2 separate regions of the Zea mays genome follow, and region 1 is linked to region 2. A link is a contact called in public Hi-C data. All regions are on one chromosome and are shown on one strand. The core of a region is the stretch at or near the end of the contact, and the rest is flanking DNA. Distances in the headings are between cores, read along the strand shown. Region 1 holds the start of LOC100502210 (DCD (Development and Cell Death) domain protein). Region 2 holds the start of LOC100283932 (protein phosphatase 2C ABI2).

Region 1 (5,508 bases), core at 952-3,451, 650 kb before region 2:
ACGGTAGTATCCTGGCGCGTAGGCTAGCGTGAGGTGAGCCTCGTCACGCGCGTGCTTCGAACCAATAAGCGGTATATGAATCTGTCTGTATTTCCAGTGCCTCAATAACACATGGAAAGAAAGAAAAGAAGTGAAACGAACGACAGGTGTCTTATATAATCTAGCTTATGGATTATATAATCTAGATATCTAGAGGGTAAATAATCAAGGCCTTATTTGTGATACATCAGCTTACAATTCTAAGTTTTCCTTTTGAAAGTTCATCAGCAAAGTTCACGAGTGTGTAGCGTAGCTTTGTTTGGTGTGAGTTATACATGTCCAACGGGCCGTGCCGGGCTGGTCCGGTCCGGGCACGGCCGGGCCCGGCACGAGAGGCACCAGTCCAAGCCCTGCACGGTTCACCCATCGTGCGGGGTCAGGCTAGCCCGTGGGCTGTTGGGGTTGCCCAGACCCGGCGCGCTAGCCATTAGATGGGTCGGGCCAGGCTTAAACCACGGTAGGCCCATCAGTTCGTGCCGGGCCCGTGCCAGAAATTTCTCATTTATACATAGATCATATAAATGTATCATATAAATACATAGAATCTTATACATAGAACACATAGATGTATCATATAAATACATAGAATCTTATACATAGATCACATAAAAACATCTTGAATACATATACATAGAATCTTATACATAGATCACAATTCACATAAAAACATCACAAAACATAAGACAAATAGGTAATATAAAATTTAATCGGGGCCTTAGTGCAATGCTGGTTCATTAAAAACCTTTCTAGGTAAAAACTCACACCTCGTGAGAAAACCCTAGGAAGGAAAAGAGTACAACCAGCTCCTTATAAAGTTTATAGTCTAGTTCATAGTCCATGTTTATTACAAAACATAATACATTGATACAAAACCAAAAGAATTTCAAGCCTTTTCCTTCTTCCCCCTTGCTCATCTTTGCTTCCTTCTTGATCCTTTCTCTTGCTTCCAGGTGATAATTGTTGCTCATCATCGAGATACATAGCTTCAAAAGCTGCCTCAAGGTCCTCGAGATACATTGATCCATGGACATTGTCGTCGCCCGTCGACACCGAAACACCCACGAAGTCACGCGTCTTCGGCTCCCTCACGGCAAGCGCCGACCTGAGATCTTCATCCAAAAACCAAATCAAAACAAATGAGAGGGACAATAGATCTACCTACTACGGTTCAGTGAATCGAATTATTACAACCTTACCTGCGTTACCCGGAGCACCAGATCCACCGACTGTGTGGTTGGGACTTGGGAGCAACGAGCTTTAGCAGATCGAGACCACACCGGCTTTAGCAGATCGAGACCAAACCGATACAGGAAGGCGAGGCGAAGGGGAGCTGGGAGGGGACGCCGGTACCGGAAGCAGAGACGCGGCGATGGAGATGGAGCAGAGACCGGAAGACGAGGGGAGCCGGGAGGGAGACGAGGTGGGTGAAATACCTGAGGGCTGAGGCCCATGGAGCAGCGAGCCAGCGACACAGCGATGGAGATGGAGCAGAGACCTGAAGACGAGGGGAGCCGGGAGGGAGACGAGGTGGGTCGTGGGTGAAATACCTGAGGCCCGTGGAGCAGAGACGCGGCGATGGAGCAGAGACCGAAAGACGAGGGGAGTCGGGAGGGAGACGCGGCGATGGAGCAGAGACCAGGCGGCGACGATGGAATCTAGGGTTTTCTGGAATCGCCGTGAGCGCCAGACCGCCAGCCGCCAGACGGTTTCTAGAATCGCCGTAGCCCGTAAGCCGTAAGGGTTTTCGTTTGCCTATGCGTGAGCCAGCGTCTAGGGTTTTCTTTTCTCACACTCCGAGTCGTGCCCGAGTCGGGTATGCCCGTTTAACGGGCCCGTGCTCGTGCCAGCACTGTGGGCCGTCCTATTGGCCCAAGCACGGCATGGGGGGCGTGCCGGACTGGCACGGGCACGAACACTGTCGTGCCGGGCCGGGTTTGGACCGTGCCGACGCGTGCCGTGTCTCGTGCCACCCAACTGGCCGGCCCACTATGGACATATATATAGTGTGAGTACAAACATGGGAGCAAGGAGAACTACGTACGGAATGGAACGCAACATGGGAGGGAGAAGCGTCAAATCACGATCAGTGGTTGTCGTCGTGGCCCACCACCACTACTAATTACTTCTCCTGATTGTGGTTGGGGCCCATCGCGAGCACCCACCCACCTTTGCTTGCACGGCCCGCCCATTCACCGGTTGAGGGGAGAAGGGAGAGGAGAGGTAGCTCAGTCCTCCTCTGACCGCCGACCCATCCGCCATGGCCGCCTCCTACGACCGCGAGTTCTGGAACTTCAGCGACCAGCTGCGCCTGCACAACAACTTCTCCAACCTCTCCATCGCCGACCCCATCTGGTCCTCCACCACACTGGATCCTCCCTCCTCCTTCAGCGACGCCCCGGGCCTCATAGGATCCGCCAAGCTCGCCTTTGGCAACGCCACCACGGCCAACGCCGACCGCTACAACGCCAACGCCGCCGGTGTCGCCAGCAAGAGCATGAGCGTGGGCATGATCGACCACTACCTCAACAAGAACACTAACAACGACGTCGTCAAGAGCTACTTCAACAAGTCCGTCGGCAGCAGGCCGGCCAACAACAACACCACCACAACCGTCAAGAAGAACTCCGCCGCCCACCACGACAAGAAGCACAAGAACTCCGGCAACGGCGCCGGCGTCGACAAGAGGTTCAAGAGCCTGCCGGCGGCGGAGGCGCTGCCCAGGGGCGAGGCCATCGGCGGCTACATCTTCGTCTGCAACAACGACACCATGGAGGAGAACCTCAAGAGGCGGCTCTTCGGTAATATCTCTTTCATTTTCCTGTCCATTCATTGATTTGATCGAACGTTACGTACATATTCCAGCATAGGATTAACCGAATCGGATCCAAGATCGACTCCCCCAAGTTGTGATTTTTTTTCGTCTCTCTCGATACATATTCCTGCAGGGCTGCCGTCCAGGTACAGGGATTCTGTGAGGGCCATCAGGCCCGGCCTGCCCCTCTTCCTCTACAACTACTCCACCCACCAGCTCCACGGCATCTTTGAGGTGAGGTCCAAACTATACCTACTCTACTCTACTCTTTTGTGTTTATCATCATCATCATTATTACTCGATCAGTCGTATGCATATGATTCCATCATTTCAGCATCTTTATCTTTCAATCATGCTTGTGGTTACTAAATATAAAAAAAGAAGGGGGAAATTTCTCATCGTCTATGGGACGAACGCAGGCTGCAAGCTTCGGAGGATCCAACATCGATCCAGCAGCTTGGGAGGACAAGAAGTGCCCCGGCGAGTCCCGCTTCCCTGCTCAGGTATCTGATCCAATCCAACAGAGGATGCTCAGCCTCTATGATTGTCCATTTTACATGCAATACTAGCTATAGAATGACTTGATTGTCAAAAGAAAAAATGCTTGCTTTAGTTGCATGCACAGAAAAGTAGTGAAGGTAGTTGGGCGAGCTTATCAATGGACCAAGTTGTGAAGCTCCGGTTGGGTGAATGTGGCCCTTGTCAAGCTTTTGCCTTGTTGGCCTACTAACTAGTGTTTATGTCATGTCAGTGCCTTGAGTTGCCCGTCTCCATCTGTATCATCAACGGATTACTGTGTTGATCCAGTCTAATAATAATATCTGATGATCCAACAGGTGAGGGTTGCAACGCGCAAGATCTGTTCGCCGCTGGAGGAGGACGCTTTCCGCCCCATCCTCCACCACTACGACGGCCCCAAGTTCAGGCTGGAGCTCAGTGTCCCTGAGGTGACCTCTTCTTTCTTGCCTGCCTGCCTGCCTGCCTCAACACTTGCTGCTGTGCAAGGCTAAATGGCTAATCCAGAAAAAAAAAATCTCATGCAGGCGCTCTCCCTTCTTGATATATTTGCGGAGAAGATTTTTGACAGACAGACAGCCTGATGTCTCCATACTTGCTTCCAGTTCCAGAGGAGTAGTACATGTATAATATAAATATAATATGCTGATTACCGACATCTGATTATCTATTCTAGTATAAGTTACACTCGAACTTAGGCCCTCTTTGGAATTATAGTATTTTTATAGTTTTAAAACAATACTATGTTATTTGGTGATACTATAGTATTGGAGCTCAAAAGGTGTTTGGTTTGTACAGTCAAAACTCAGTTTTAAATACCATGGTTTACCAAAACTGTGGTATTTTTGGAGTTTTCGAAACTCCAATCAGGATCTCAGTTTTCTTCTCCTCTATATATACTTTGTTTTTCCAATAGAACCAAACTTAGCGTGCTGTTTGGTTCACATATTTTTAATATAATGGGTAACAGATAACGTTAAAATATGTTTGTTTAAGTGCACCGTAATCAAATAATATACTAGAAATTAATACCGGCCTATACAAACTCGAACCATTATCGTTATCATTTACGTTACATTTTGTGACCAAACGGCACCCAAGTTCGAAGGGCCTTTAGCTAAGTGTAAGTGTATTTCAAGCTGAGGTTGGAAAAGATCACTTGGTGGTTCTCAGATTGACCAGGTTCAAAACACTGGTAAAGATCTTAGTCTATAAGAGGCAAACTCTCATGTTGCATGGGACCCGCCTTTTCGGTGACCTTTCTTAGTTAACCTTCTTTTTAATATAAAACCACATTGCAAGGGATCACAAGAGAAAGGAAAACAAAGACAAAATACCTTTCCAACTAGTGGCAAGTAAATAATTTTTTAAACTTACCCACATTCACAGAATTGAAAGCAGAGGATGTTTTTTTATAATAAGGTAAAAGGAACCATTAATTTTTCACCACTTCAATTAATTTGCGTTTGTTTTTCGCTTTTGCAAAAACAGAAACTGTTTCCAAGGCTCAGCAAAAGATAACCAAACAAAACACAGAATGCCGAATACGACTGGCTCATCGGCATCTGAGAATTGTAACTACAGGCTGCTGAATACGACTGGCTCATCCGCATCTGAGAATTGTAACCTTTTAGCGAGTCAATGCTGCCTGCTGCTGGGAGACCAAGACGGTGGTGCTCTTTTCAGGCCAGCAGAAGTGTTTAGACGCATCATTTAACCCAGGGATGAAAACAAATATGCTGCTCAGTAGTACAATAAGTGTGCTAGTTTTCGACAAAGCAAAATCCTAAACCCAAACAGACAGCATTGTCTTAAAATACAGATCATCATCCTGGCTGCCCTTTTTAAAGTACACAAAGGAGGCAAATCAAATCCTCCAGATCGGATAGTTCAAAGGTAACCATCTCCAGACGGCTGCTCACTCCCCTATCCTCCTCTCTTCTCAGTTGTCCTTCCCATTTATGATGGCACTGGCAATCACAACAAGAGTGTGAATGGCACATTACACAACAGAACCAAACTGCGGTGATATACCCCTCAAAGCAGGATCAACAAGGACCACTTACTGTAGGTCGAGGTGTCAATTTGCTCAGGCAGTTCCTTTATGTCTACCTCAAACCTTTCTTGCACCTTTCAAAGGT
Region 2 (5,248 bases), core at 1,200-3,699:
ACCTCCTCGTTTGACATTACATCCCACAGGCCATCGCTTGCAAGAATTAGGCACTCATCATCCTTTGCACGGGCGACAATTGTGACCTCAGGGACTGGGATTATATATGGCTTCAGGTACCTGTCCCCTACATGTGGATCAACAATAATATGTCATCTCCTGCTTTTGGCAATCAATCAAAATCACGTCATCATTTGTCTATCACTCTATCTGATGATGGGACAAATAAACAGTCAGTTGGTTTCTGGCCACTTTTTCAACCACAAGTCTATCTGGTTGTAGTCAGGCTTAAGTGAGGTAGACTGGAACACTGATACAAAGGCAACAAAACAGTACACGAGGCTCTAGAATGAAAAACGTGTCGACGGACAAATTCTCGAAAAACAAAAGGTACACGAGGCTCTAAAGGTTCAGTTCAGCAAAACACAGGTCATCGGGCCTGAACATCTAATGTGACTGCGGAGTCCATGATTATAGACTCCCATGGAAGCATTACAGGAGCTGTTCTGCAGCAACCGCGAAAGGGCCTCTAGCCTAGTGGTTAAGGACTTCCGAGTAGCACCTCCAAGTCCTGGGTTCGATTCCCCTCGGGAGCGAATTTCAGGCTTGGTTAAAAAAATCCCCTCGCTGTGCCCCATCCGCTCTCGGGTTACGATGTCCTGTGCGCCACCCTCCGGTTGAGCCGTTGCAGAGTGGACAGTTGACGCTGACCTGTTAGTGATGGGGGCCAGGGTTCGGGGATTTTCTCGGCCGGGACCATTGTTTCGGTCTCTTCTTAATTTAATACCGGGAGGGCGGTCTTTCCCTCCCCGGCCGAGTTTTTTTTTTTTTTGTTCTGCAGCAACCAACCACACATGCACATAGAGGCTTTACACGAACCACACAACTGTTTGAAATACATACCATTTTATCCAGTGGCGTAATTAAAGTTGGAACTCATTAGGTTTTCCCTAAACCCTAAACCAAAATCAGAGCATACATCCCTAAAGCGAAACTGGAACAAATGAAATAACCAATAACTTGTGAAAGAACAGAATGTGCCAGTAAACGACATTCCAAGTGGTGATAGCTACATATCGTAAGTAGTCTGATTAACTAGTCTGTAGTTTTTCAGGACTTGAAGAACCAACGTTTGCTCTCATGACATGAAGAGGACAGGGATGCGTACCAATTGACCGGGACATGGCAAGAACACCGAGAACTCGGTAGCCGTTCCAGTTGATGACCTTGCCCCCCTGGGCCTCGATCCTCGCATACTCATCTTCCCTGTTTGGCTGGAATAACCAGAACAGTGAACGAGCAATGCATGAAGCTAGCACCCAGACAGAATCCACAGATTGAGCGAAACAAGTATAATAGTTGACCCCAGAAGAGATGACGACTTACTTTATGGTCCACGGACAGCGGCAGGGGCTGCTTGCCCCGGCAGAGCACCGCCCTCGAGTCGCCGCAGTTGGCAACGATGACATGCGATGAGCAGACGAGCGCAACCACCGCTGTTGACCCCACTGTGTCTGGAGCCACAGGCTTGGTTCCGGTCGCCGCGTCTCCTCCCACCTCTGCATCAACACGGCTGAAGCAGTCCACAAAGACCTTCTCCCAGTGCTCGTGAGTACTAGGGTCAAGGCCACTCAAGTCAGCGTCGGACACGGCCTGCTCTGCCCTGGTGAGCCCCTCGGCCAGTACCTCGTGCATTCTGTCCCGGCAGTAGTTGGCGACCTGCAGCAGCGGGATTCATTGATGAGGGAGCTTATGCGTGTGGAGGTGAATCGAATCGTGTGGATACGCGCGCGCAACCTGAAGGCCGCCGTGGCCGTCGTAGACGGCGAAGAAGTGCGCGGGGAGGCGGAAGGATGCCCGGTCGAGGCCGTCGACGGGCGCGTCGCCGGCGAGCATCCAGAGCGGGACGTGGAAGAAGGTTGGGAGCACGCGGGCGGCGTCCTCCATCTCGGGCCGTCGGCCGCACACGGAGTGGAGTCCCCAGCGCGGCACGCAGTCGAGCGCGAAGACGCTCCTGGCGGCCCTGGGCCCGGAGGCGGGGAGCGAGCTGGCGGAGGCGGAGGCGGAGGCGGGGGAGACGAGGTCGTCGAGCACGAGCGTGGAGGCGAGGTCGGCGAAGCCCTCGAAGTCGGCGGTGGCGACGCTGCTGCAGTCGGAGCAGGGACTCCCGGGCGCGGACTCGGGCTCCGGCGGTGGCATCCCGGCCCCGGCGGCAGCGGGAGCGGAGTCGTCTATGAAGTCAGCGACGGCGGCGAAGAGCGCGAGGGCCCCCGGGGCGAGGTCCTCCATGGGCTCGGTCACGGCAGGGAGCCATTGGCAGTAGTGGCCTCGCGTCGGGGGGTCATGGGCATGGGCATGGGGGTGCGTGGCGGGGGCTCGCAGGCAGATCTGAAAAGGGTGGGAGAGGGACGGGACGGGCTGGATGGGATCGAATCCAGGAGTAGGTGAGGGGAGATCAGGGTGTCACGGGCGGTGCCCTGGCGGCAACGGAAGCCGCCTGCGGCCGCAGGCAGGCAGGCAGGCCGGCGCGAGTGGAAGCCGCGCGCGCACGGTGGTCGGTAGAGCGAGGCAGCGAGCGGAGTGGCTGGCTTATGGAGAGAGAGAGGGGACGGCAATGGCTGGAAGCGACGGGAGATAGCCCACCTGGCAGTGTCGGCCATGGATGGATGGATTCGGTTCGTGTGTCCGGACGGACGGTAAAGAGTGGGATGATGTCATGAGTCACGTAGTGACGTCTGGGCCGTTGAGCCAGGCAGGCATCTGGGCTGGGCTGGGCCCTCCCCCTCCCCATCACGTCGGTGAATGATTAGGGGAACGGAACGGAAAGCGCGAAGGAACTGGCCGACAGAGAGGCAGCAGCAGCAGCACTTGCTCTCGTCGTCCACTCCCGTGCAACACGTTTCCTCTGCACTGATCGGCTGACATCCACGGGGAATTATTCGTCCAGTTTTAGGTTCCCATTTCTGTCCCCGCGGCCAAATTTTTTTCCCACGGGCCACAAACATTTGGAGGGACATTTATTTTCCATCTTTATTCTCCATATAATGGAGAATTCTCCGTTGGATTTTAGGTTCTCATTTCCATCCGCACGGACTAAAAATTTTTCACGCGGGGATCCTCACGAACGTTTGCGGGAACATTTCTTTCCCATCTCCGTTTTCCGTGGGAATAAATCCCCGTCGAGGATTCCCGTCCTCGCTTAAATGATAATCAGTACGTACTTTATATGTTATTAACGCAAAACATTGTCACTTATACACAATATCAAATGTAAGAAATCATTATGTGTACATCAAAATAAACGTATTTGTACAATAAGTGATCTTTTAACAATGTAATTATTTATTTTTATAATTAATTATTACATGAAAACATTGTTACATGTAAGTTTAACGGGTCCCCGCGGAGAATAGGGATGAGGAATGTTTGATCATCTTCGTCCCCGTTTACTCGTCGGTGGAGAATTTCCCCTTTTACATCCCCGCGGGAAAAGAAACTTCTACATTCTCATCTCTTAGAGCTAGTTTGGGAACTCCATTTTACTAAGAGGTTACTATTTTCTCAAGAGAAAATAAACTAATTTTTTTTAGAAAAATAAAAATCCCTTGAGAAAATAAGGTTCCCAAACAAATTCTTAATGAAGGAATTTCTCATAAGTAATCGAGGATCGGGTATCTATTATCATCTCTACTCACTCCCTGCTCCATCCATGCATTCTCCATCAAAGCCGATGCGTGCCAAGATACCCGTATCTCTTCTCCCTCGCCTTTAATTTGCGTCCGCTGTCAGCAATGGTCAAGATAGAGCAAAACCGATAGTGCACATGACTTAAAAAGGTGTACGATTATAATGTGAAAATTTAATCTAAATTATTATTTTTGCAAAATTTTGTGCATGTATGTGCACCTTTATTTACTACCTACCTTGCCCCTGGTGTGTATTGTATGTATCTAAGGTAAAAAAAATTATAGGCTGATTTGGTGGATAGTGATCACGAGAGAATTCATGGGGAGGAATCCCCTTACTATTTATATCCCCTTGTGATCATTATCCACCAAATCAGTCCTACAAGTGACGACAAAGAAGCGGCCAAGTGTCCTCGATTTGCGACACTTATCACCTACCAATAAGGACCAGGGTTTTTTGAAAACCACAATTTTTAAATTACTAGACAATACCACAGTTTAAAATATTACAATTTTAGAAACTAAGGTTTAGAACCCTAAAAATACTACAGTATTTGCAATACTTTAGTTTTGAAAATAAAGATTTTAGCTAGCTTGTCAAACACTATTTTATAAATAATACTGTAGTATTTTTCCAAAACGATTAAAAAAACTTCACTCCCAAATACCCCCTAATCGTGTAGCTTGCTACCTTTGCCTTTTTTTTCTGGAACCGAGAGGATCAACCACCGAGGGCATGTTTGGAAGTAAAGTATTGCAAAACAATATATGTTTTAAATCACTACAATTTTAAAATGCCATGTGTAGAGCCCAAAATCTTTACAAGGTGAAAATAATTGAATAAATAAATACATGTATTTATATGAAAGTGTTTTGGGAATTATTTAATTTTCTTGCAAACCCAACTATGAGAACTAAAGTAGTCAAATAGCAAATAAATAAATATGGAAATATGCATCCCATGCTGAGGTTCTTGTATCTGTGCATTTGTGTTTAAATTCACGAGACAAGTTTAAAAATAATAATAATAATAATAGAATTTAAAAATGGAGGAAAGAAGAGAGAAGAGGAGGAAAAGAATATACATTATAAAGAAAATAAAAATATTATAAATAAATAATAGGAGTTTTCTTCATGTTAGGATTTTTTTGGATATATTTGGAAAGTTGAAGTTCAAACAAGATTTAAATTTGAATTGAAGTTTCAAATTTGGTAAAGAAATAAGAAAAGAAAACATAAAAAGAAAGAAAAAGGGTTCAGCTGAACCTCACTGGGCCGATTTCTTCTCCCCCGCGGCCCATCTTCCGCTTTTCTCCGCGCGCACGGCCCAACTTGTCACCTGCGCGCCGACACGTGGGCCCGGGGTGGCAGCCGCACATGGTTCTACTGTGCGTGGGCTGCTTCGTGCTGAGGCGATGACAGATGGGCCCGCGTGGTCAGTGTTGTCTTCCTCCCCAACGACCTGCGCGGAATCCTGGCGATTCCCCAACCAAATGCCGCAAGATTCAAGCCGACGGGCGCGGACCTCGGGACCAGGTCGGCCAAGCTCGGACTCGCCCCTA

The links. Hi-C and Micro-C count contacts between places; a contact is called where the count stands out from the background.
Region 1: a contact with region 2 is called in a Hi-C map of ear, with 2.0 times the contacts expected there. The contact joins the promoter of LOC100502210 here to the promoter of LOC100283932 in region 2. A contact is called at or near these places in 2 of 25 Hi-C or Micro-C datasets (ear and endosperm).

The regions. Positions count from the first base shown.
Region 1 is chr8:80,219,920-80,225,427 of Zm-B73-REFERENCE-NAM-5.0, reverse strand. LOC100502210 (DCD (Development and Cell Death) domain protein) reads left to right here and starts at 2,201. Exons shown (of 5, transcript NM_001196687.1): 1 at 2,201-2,837; 2 at 2,985-3,085; 3 at 3,271-3,354; 4 at 3,688-3,798; 5 at 3,895-4,234. The coding sequence starts at 2,297. The coding sequence ends at 3,951. LOC100273717 reads right to left here. Exons shown (of 13, transcript NM_001148127.2): 12 at 5,434-5,497; 13 at 5,094-5,337. The coding sequence ends at 5,327.
Region 2 is chr8:79,566,484-79,571,731 of Zm-B73-REFERENCE-NAM-5.0, reverse strand. LOC100283932 (protein phosphatase 2C ABI2) reads right to left here and starts at 2,449. Exons shown (of 4, transcript NM_001156830.1): 1 at 1,798-2,449; 2 at 1,387-1,719; 3 at 1,169-1,274; 4 at 1-127. The coding sequence starts at 2,289.